Regions from separate parts of the Mus musculus genome. Here region 2 is linked to region 1. Evidence: chromatin contacts called from public HiChIP or PLAC-seq data. All regions are on one chromosome and are shown on one strand. The core of a region is the stretch at or near the end of the contact, and the rest is flanking DNA. Distances in the headings are between cores, read along the strand shown. Region 1 overlaps Arpp21 (cyclic AMP-regulated phosphoprotein, 21). Region 2 overlaps Arpp21 (cyclic AMP-regulated phosphoprotein, 21).

Region 1 (3,730 bases), core at 121-2,620:
GCATCAGATGCTATTTCTGGTGACCTAGAGATGCTTTTGAAAGTATAGATGGATATTCATGCTCAGCCCAGTTCCCATGGCATTCTCACCGATGGGAGTTCCCTTTGAACACTGGGAAGGAAACAAAACTCAGAATACTTTTCAAAGTAAGATTTGCTTCAGGCCAGTGGTTCTTAAATATTAATGCCATATTAATTGCTGAAGAATGCATATCATAGGAACTGAACTGACCTACGTTGAGTTTTAGAATCCATTGTGTTTAAAGAGAAAGGAAGCTTTTGTTAAGATTGAAGGAATGCATCTGCCCCACCCAAACAGAATCATTTTTGGCTAGACATTGGCAATTAGAGGAATTTGTGACTCCCCAAGTCCCCATTTATTAGTGCTCTGCATGACCCTTCCACACACCAGTCTAAAAGCAGGCACAATATGATTTCAAAAGCAGTTATTTGGCCCTGGTGTTCCAGTACAGGGGAACGCCAGGGCCAAGAAGTGGGAGTGAGTGGGTAGGGGAGTGGGGGGGGGGCATGAGGGACTTTTAGGATAGCATTGGAAATGTAAATGAAGAAAATACCTAACTTTAAAAAAAATCAGTTATTTAGGAATCATGAAAGAATGTTTTTCTCTTAGCTAGATTTTTTCTTTTAAATCGTTGTTGGGGATAGGAGGTGCGGTAAGGAGTGGGGCTGTGTGTAAGCCAGCAGTGGGGCCATGTATATTCCAGCAATAATCTCACGTTTTCTTTGGTGTGAAAGTTAGAGGAAAACCTCTGAGGCTCATCTTCACCTCGTTTTTTTTTTTTTTTTTTTTTTTTTTTTGTATGACGCAGGCTCCCTGACCCTCAGGCTTCTGGCTGTTCTCTTTTCTTCACCTCCCATCTCAGTGGAGGAGATCTGGGATTGAACATGTGCTCTACCACAGCTAGCTTTTTAATGTGGCTCCTGGGGATCTGAACTCTGGTCAGCACAGTTGTATGGCATGCGCTTTACCCACAGAGCTATCCACCCAGATCTCCAATTTATTTGTTCATTTGCTGGCACTGTGGATTGAACCCAGAGCACTGCACCTTCTAGATAAACATCCTACTACCAGGTTTCATGCCCAACTATGCCTTGGCTAATTGGTATCCCATTCACAGGCGCTGCCAGAGGATGAGTCTCCCATTCACAGGGCAGTGACAGGCTCCTTCATTTTAAAGTCTTCACAATTATAATTTGATTTCACAACATCTTCATCTCCATTTTTTTCTATGTACATAATATAGCTCAGGCAATCATGAAGTCCCCATCAAGTTCCTTTAGGACTAGCAGACATACAACTCCCAGCTGGTGTGTCTTTCCACTTCCTGCATCTACTCCCACGCCTGTTAGCTCCTCAATAAAGCCATCTGTTGTGATTCCTCAGAGGCTCAGCCTCCCCAGAGGCTCTCCAAACCCAAGCCAGGCTCCTGCTACAAATATAACAGAAACAGCCACATGGCAGCTGTCCCTTTACGAATGCTGCCTGTCAACCGAGAAGCAAATGGAAAGAATTCAAGTTGACAGTCTTTAGAACAATGCCACAAACCCTCGGGGCTGGGAGTTGAGGCAGGAGGATAGCTCATGTTGATGCTGGGAGCTGGTATTACTGAACTACATAATTTATACCCAGTTACTGTCACACAAGCCAATAATAATGAGCAAAGGAAGGGGGCTTGGACTCTTGTTAGTCTGATTCTCGCCATCCCCTTAACAAACCCTGGCTTAGTATCTTTTCATAGGCTTCTGAAATCTGTAAGTACACACAATCATGCACAGGATTTCTTGCTCTATTCCATCTCATTACTGAGATGGAAGGAGATTCCTACAGCGCTGCAGTGTTACTGAACAGGATGGGGACACAGGCTCACTCTTCCTATTTGGGTAATTTAAATTATTGACATTTTAATTCAAAGTACAAGTGTCTGTTGGCTATACTGGAAGGGACACGTGGCCAAAACAACATTGATTTTTCTGCCCCAACTATCTTTCTTCAGTTTACAGTGAATGAGACCCACACCAGCAAGTTAAGATACTTTGGAAGATACCGCATCAGAGCCATCACAGACTGAGCATCTGAAGGTAGGAAAATAAGTTTCACTGGATTAATCCACATGAGAAGAAAGGTGGGCATGGTGAGAGAAAAATATTAGAAAATAAATGACATTAACATGTTTTTTCATCTCTATTTGTACTGGGGAGCTAATCCTGCAGAGGGGGCATTGGCCTCAGCCTGCTTGGATTCCTGTGGTGTCAGCTGAGCAGGTAGCAACTCCGCAGAAGGGAGGAGAAGGAGTGGGCTTGTGGCTCTCCCTTCTGTGACTGACAGGCTCAGCAGTGGGGTACGAGAGAAGCCAGCCACTGTGTGTGCATATTCATCATTGCTCTGAGGAAGGCAGCAATCAGAGACCGAAGGATCGATATGCTGCAAAGAAGTTGAACTTTAGATCTCAAGTGGTGTGGGGTTATTGATTTCCCGGTGCTTCCAGGAAGCCGAATGCTCCAGGTCGCTCAGGTCATCTACGAACTTGCTGTGTAATATTTCCAGAATTAGAACTCAGTCGGCTCACCTTCTTAGAATGTTCAGTTTCTATGTTTGTCTTGCTACATTTTATATCATTATTATTTATTGTTGTTATTATTATTATTAATATTATTTTAAACCAGGTCTTCTCTATCCCCAGCTGACCTCACACTCTATATAGCCAAGGATGACCTCAAACTTCTGACTGCCCTGCCTCTAGCTCTTGAGTGCCTGGGCTACAGTTGTGTATCCACCCAGATGATGGATTTGAATTCAAGATCTCATGCATATGAGGCAAGCATTCTTACAACAGGGCTACATACTTGGAGCTACATCTTCTCATTTTTAATGGAGGGAGAAAGACTTGTAGAGATCCTTCAGAAGCATTCTTAATAAGTGTGTTGTGAATATTGACAAATTAATAGGTGACTTTACAGCAGTCACTAAACATGCCATTGTATCCCATCAGAGTCAAAAAACAAAAACAAAAACAAAAACAAAAAACAAAACACCCCCCCCCAATCCTTTATACAAATTTCAGGGCCTGAAAATAAATGTAAAACCAGATTTTACCCATCATTTAGAAGCAATTCATCTGGACCATCACATTTAGACTTGCACATGCACAACTTCATTTAGCCCAGATTCTATCTCCCTACCTAAACACTATGAAAGCCAAAGGCGTCGAGGAGAGAATGCCAATTGTATAACTGAACTGTTTGATTTAGGGGGAAAAATAGAATCAGTGAGTTGCAGGAGTCTTTTAGTCAGTGGCTAAACCAAGTAAATGTCCTTGAACCTGAACAGCAGGGAATTGTGAGGTTTCAGTATATGTGTACATGCATGCGTGTGTGTGTGTGTGTGTGTGTGTGTGTGTGTGTGTGTATGTATGTATGTGTGTGTGTGCATACATTTCTGCAGCCCAGAAAACTGCCTTCCAATTGTCTATGCATAGAGATTAAATGTGGTGTGAGCACTCCATATTGTTCCATCTTAACAATGAGAAAAATCTAAAAGACAATAGTTTTTGACAAAGGTTGAAAATTACCCTGAAACTTCCACAGAGTCCTTCATGTCTGAGGGGAGACTGCCAAGCCAAATATAACAACTCCTGACAGCGTGTTATGAAATACTTGCTCTAACTGGAAGCTGAAGAATCACAAACAAAAGATTTGCAAGCTCACGTACC
Region 2 (3,680 bases), core at 1,097-3,596, 110 kb after region 1:
CCAAGGATCTCTCCCCTTTTCCCATCATGCTTTGGCTAGAGCAGTGGTCTGGGACTCTAGTTATCCTTTCACAGGTGTAGCCTATGCCCGTTGTAAAACACAGACATTTACACTACGATTCATAATGGTACCACAGTTACAGTTATGACGTAGCAATGAAAATAATTTTGTGGTTGGGGGTCACTACAGGATGAAGAACTGAAAGTTTCCCAGCCTTAGGAAGGTTGAGAACCAATCACTGATTTTTCTAGGAAAAAAAATACTCTCATTAACACATTCGCCTAAGAGCTTCTTCCATATCAGGTTTCTTCCTATTATTGCTGGGATAGAAGTTCCTTTGAGTCCTATATCAATGACTACATTTCAAACAAAACAAAAGAACAACAAAAACCAAAACAAGTTTGGGGTTACACATGCCCTTGGCAGCAGAAGCTGGGTGATCATGTTATCTTTGCCCCTGAATTACTTTCTGAGTCCCATATCAAATAAAGTACAGAGCAAACTCTGCCTCAAAAACCAATGGTGTTGGCCATAGAGATGAGATCAGCATCTAAAGGTGCTTGTCCTACAAGCCTGGCAACCTGGGTTTGATTTTCCGAACTCACCTAAAGGTAGAAGAAAGCAATGGTCTCCAAAAAGTTCTGCTCCAGTCTCTCCTCACCTGCCTTGGCATGCCCCGGGGCCCAGCTTCTCTCCAGGCTGCTTCTGTGTGTACAGAGATGGACAGACAGAAGCTAAGCTCTGTGTGTGCTGAACTCATGCGTCCTGGGATAGGAGGGAAGGCTCGCCCTTCTCCTTACAAAGTGCTTCTTTAAGATACAACCCTGAGATTCCACCTCACACCAGTGAGAATGGCTAAGATCAAAAATTCAGGTGACAGCAGATGCTGGCGAGGATGTGGAGAAAGAGGAACACTCCTCCATTGTTGGTGGGATTGCAGGCTTGTACAACCACTCTGGAAATCAGTCTGGCGGTTCCTCAGAAAATTGGACATAGTACTACCGGAGGATCCAGCAATACCTCTCCTGGGCATATATCCAGAAGAAGCCCCAACTGGTAAGAAGGACACATGCTCCACTATGTTCATAGCAGCCTTATTTATAATAGCCAGAAACTGGAAAGAACCCAGATGCCCCTCAACAGAGGAATGGATACAGAAAATGTGGTACATCTACACAATGGAGTACTACTCAGCTATTAAAAAGAATGAATTTATGAAATTCCTAGCCAAATGGATGGACCTGGAGAGCATCATCCTGAGTGAGGTAACACAATCACAAAGGAACTCACACAATATGTACTCACTGATAAGTGGATACTAGCCCAAAACCTAGGATACCCACGATATAAGATACAATTTCCTAAACACATGAAACTCAAGAAAAATGAAGACTGAAGTGTGGACACTATGCCCCTCCTTAGAAGTGGGAACAAAACACCCATGGAAGGAGTTACAGAAACAAAGTATGGAGCTGAGATGAAAGGATGGACCATGTAGAGACTGCCATATCCAGGGATCCACCCCATAATCAGCTTCCAAATGCTGACACCATTGCATACACTAGCAAGATTTTACTGAAAGGACCCAGATGTAGCTGTCTCTTGTGAGACTATGCCGGGGCCTAGCAAACACAGAAGTGGATGCTCACAGTCAGCTAATGGATGGATCACAGGGCTCCCAATGGAGGAGCTAGAGAAAGTACCCAAGGAGCTAAAGGGATCTTCAACCCTATAGGTGGAACAACATTATGAACTAACCAGTACCCCTGAGCTCTTGACTCTAGCTGCATATGTATCAAAAGATGGCCTAGTTGGCCATCACTGGAAAGAGAGGCCCATTGGACACGCAGACTTTGTGTGCCCCGGTACAGGGGAACGCCAGGGCCAAAGGGGGGGAGTGGGTGGGTAGGGGAGTGGGGGTGGGTGGGTAAGGGGGACTTTTGGTATAGCATTGGAAATGTAAATGAGCTAAATACCTAATTAAAAAAAAAATAAATAAAAAAAAATTAAAAAAAAAAAAAAAAAAAAGATTGGCCTCTGTTTCTTGCTGTTGTAAACTTCTCAGGAATTTGAATTTTGAGAAGTGTCACTTCAGTTATGCTACACACACACACACACACTCACACACAAACACACACACAAGGACGGGGAGCACAGCAGCTGGGTTAAGTCACTTAAGTCAGAGTATTCACTCCTCTGCTGCCCCTCCCTAAATGCCAGCTCAGGCCACACAGAGGCCTGGAGATGCTTCGCTCAAAGAACAGAGCAGCAGCTGCAGGGAGCTGGCTGCTGTATCAGCTATACTCCTGGCCCCCTGCCTCCTGCAGGCACTCACTGGGGCACATGACCAAGGAAGCAGCTGGCTACCACCTTAAAGAGGAAATGCTGTAGCCTCGCCCCCACCCCATGCCACCTGCTCCAGAGCCAACCAACCAGCAGCAGCCTGCTCCCTTTGCAGAGGCACAGCAGCTGCCAGTTCACTCAGAGGCATGCCTGGGCCTTTCCCGATGAGGACAGAGCTGGGCACGGGAGGTCATCTTCAACACTTCCGGCAATCATCTGTGGATTTGAATTGTGGGGCATCAGAACTGTGTGCTCAAGTGGCAGGGTTTATGTCAGATTCCAAACGTACTTCAGCATTCCCTGCAGGCTTTCTGTAACATACTCCTATTCCAAGCAGAGGTTTTCATTTTGGTTTTATGCTGGGATGAAAATCTGCCAGAAACATGAGGTGGGGGGCAGGGGGTTGTTCAAGTCACTTTTAGACTAACTGACTTCTGAAAGGAGGCCCCTCTACTAGACAGCATCACACACACACACACACACACACACACACACACACACACACACACACACACAAACACACACACACACCAAGGGAAAACATAGTTCAGCTGGTAAAATGTATGACTCCAAATGGTGGGGACCCACATTCATCCCTAGTATTCATATTAAAAAGGTAGGCATGGCAACACATGCTTGTAATATCACTGCTGCATAGGTAAAGACTTGAAGATGCTTCAGACTCCATAACCAGGAAGTCTCCTCTAGTCACGGAGTTCTGGGTAAGTGAGAATCACTGTCCTAAGAAAAAGGCTGACAGTTTCCTAGGAAGGATCTGCAAGGTTGTCTGTGGCCTTCACTCACACAATACACGTATGTGCATATGCTACTGCGTGCACAGACAACACAGATGGACGAAATGAAACAAGCACGTTGGATGTTCTGTGCCTTCGAGTAGCCTAGGACGCAGAGCATGATATTTTGAGGCCACAGGACTCCGAGGGAGCCTTGAGTGTCAGTGTCAGATCCGGGTCCTTGGGTTTCTGTAGAATCCGAACCTTGGAAACAAAAGTGGACAGCTCGCCCTGCCCAAGGCTGCACAGTGGACTCCCCACTTCTCAGAAATATGGCCCCGATACCTTTACTCTTAGTCAGTTAAGGCGACTAAAAAACAGGCCTGATTTCAGCCACTGGCAACTCTCTCCATGCGCTGAAACCACAACCCTCCCTCCTGGTCCACCCAGCAACGCGAGTGGCTATGCTTGGCGCTGTTGATGATAGGTCTAGAATGGAAAAAGGCAAAATACTGACACTCTTCTATGCACATGGAGGCTCAAAACACGGGATCCTGTTTTGTGCAAGTGCTGACACATTTTTCATAATAAAAATGATGATAT

What was found. HiChIP or PLAC-seq counts read pairs in DNA pulled down with a chosen protein or histone mark.
Region 2: a contact with region 1 is called in an H3K27ac HiChIP or PLAC-seq map of large pre-B cells, with 2.3 times the contacts expected there. The contact joins two enhancer-like sites. A contact is called at or near these places in 3 of 484 Hi-C or Micro-C datasets (Th17 cells, neural stem cells and pancreatic cancer cells), 2 of 115 datasets of contacts at active chromatin or transcription factors (embryonic stem cells and large pre-B cells) and 2 of 9 other capture datasets (embryonic stem cells and liver).

The regions. Positions count from the first base shown.
Region 1 is chr9:112,101,236-112,104,965 of GRCm38.p6, forward strand. The region is part of intron 19 of Arpp21 (cyclic AMP-regulated phosphoprotein, 21); the gene reads right to left. It overlaps Gm51694 (a long non-coding RNA gene), which reads left to right. Exons shown (of 3, transcript XR_003948255.1): 1 at 1-3,730. Among named protein-coding and RNA genes, the nearest start is that of Mir128-2, 16 kb to the right of the region's middle. Within about 2 kb of position 1,371, at least 59 of the 459 cell types and tissues checked have an H3K27ac peak or open chromatin away from gene starts, as enhancers often do. A contact at or near this core is called in neural stem cells, where this site is marked.
Region 2 is chr9:112,205,640-112,209,319 of GRCm38.p6, forward strand. All of the region lies in intron 1 of Arpp21 (cyclic AMP-regulated phosphoprotein, 21), which reads right to left. Among named protein-coding and RNA genes, the nearest start is that of 2310075C17Rik, 20 kb to the right of the region's middle. Within about 2 kb of position 2,347, at least 84 of the 459 cell types and tissues checked have an H3K27ac peak or open chromatin away from gene starts, as enhancers often do. A contact at or near this core is called in neural stem cells, where this site is marked.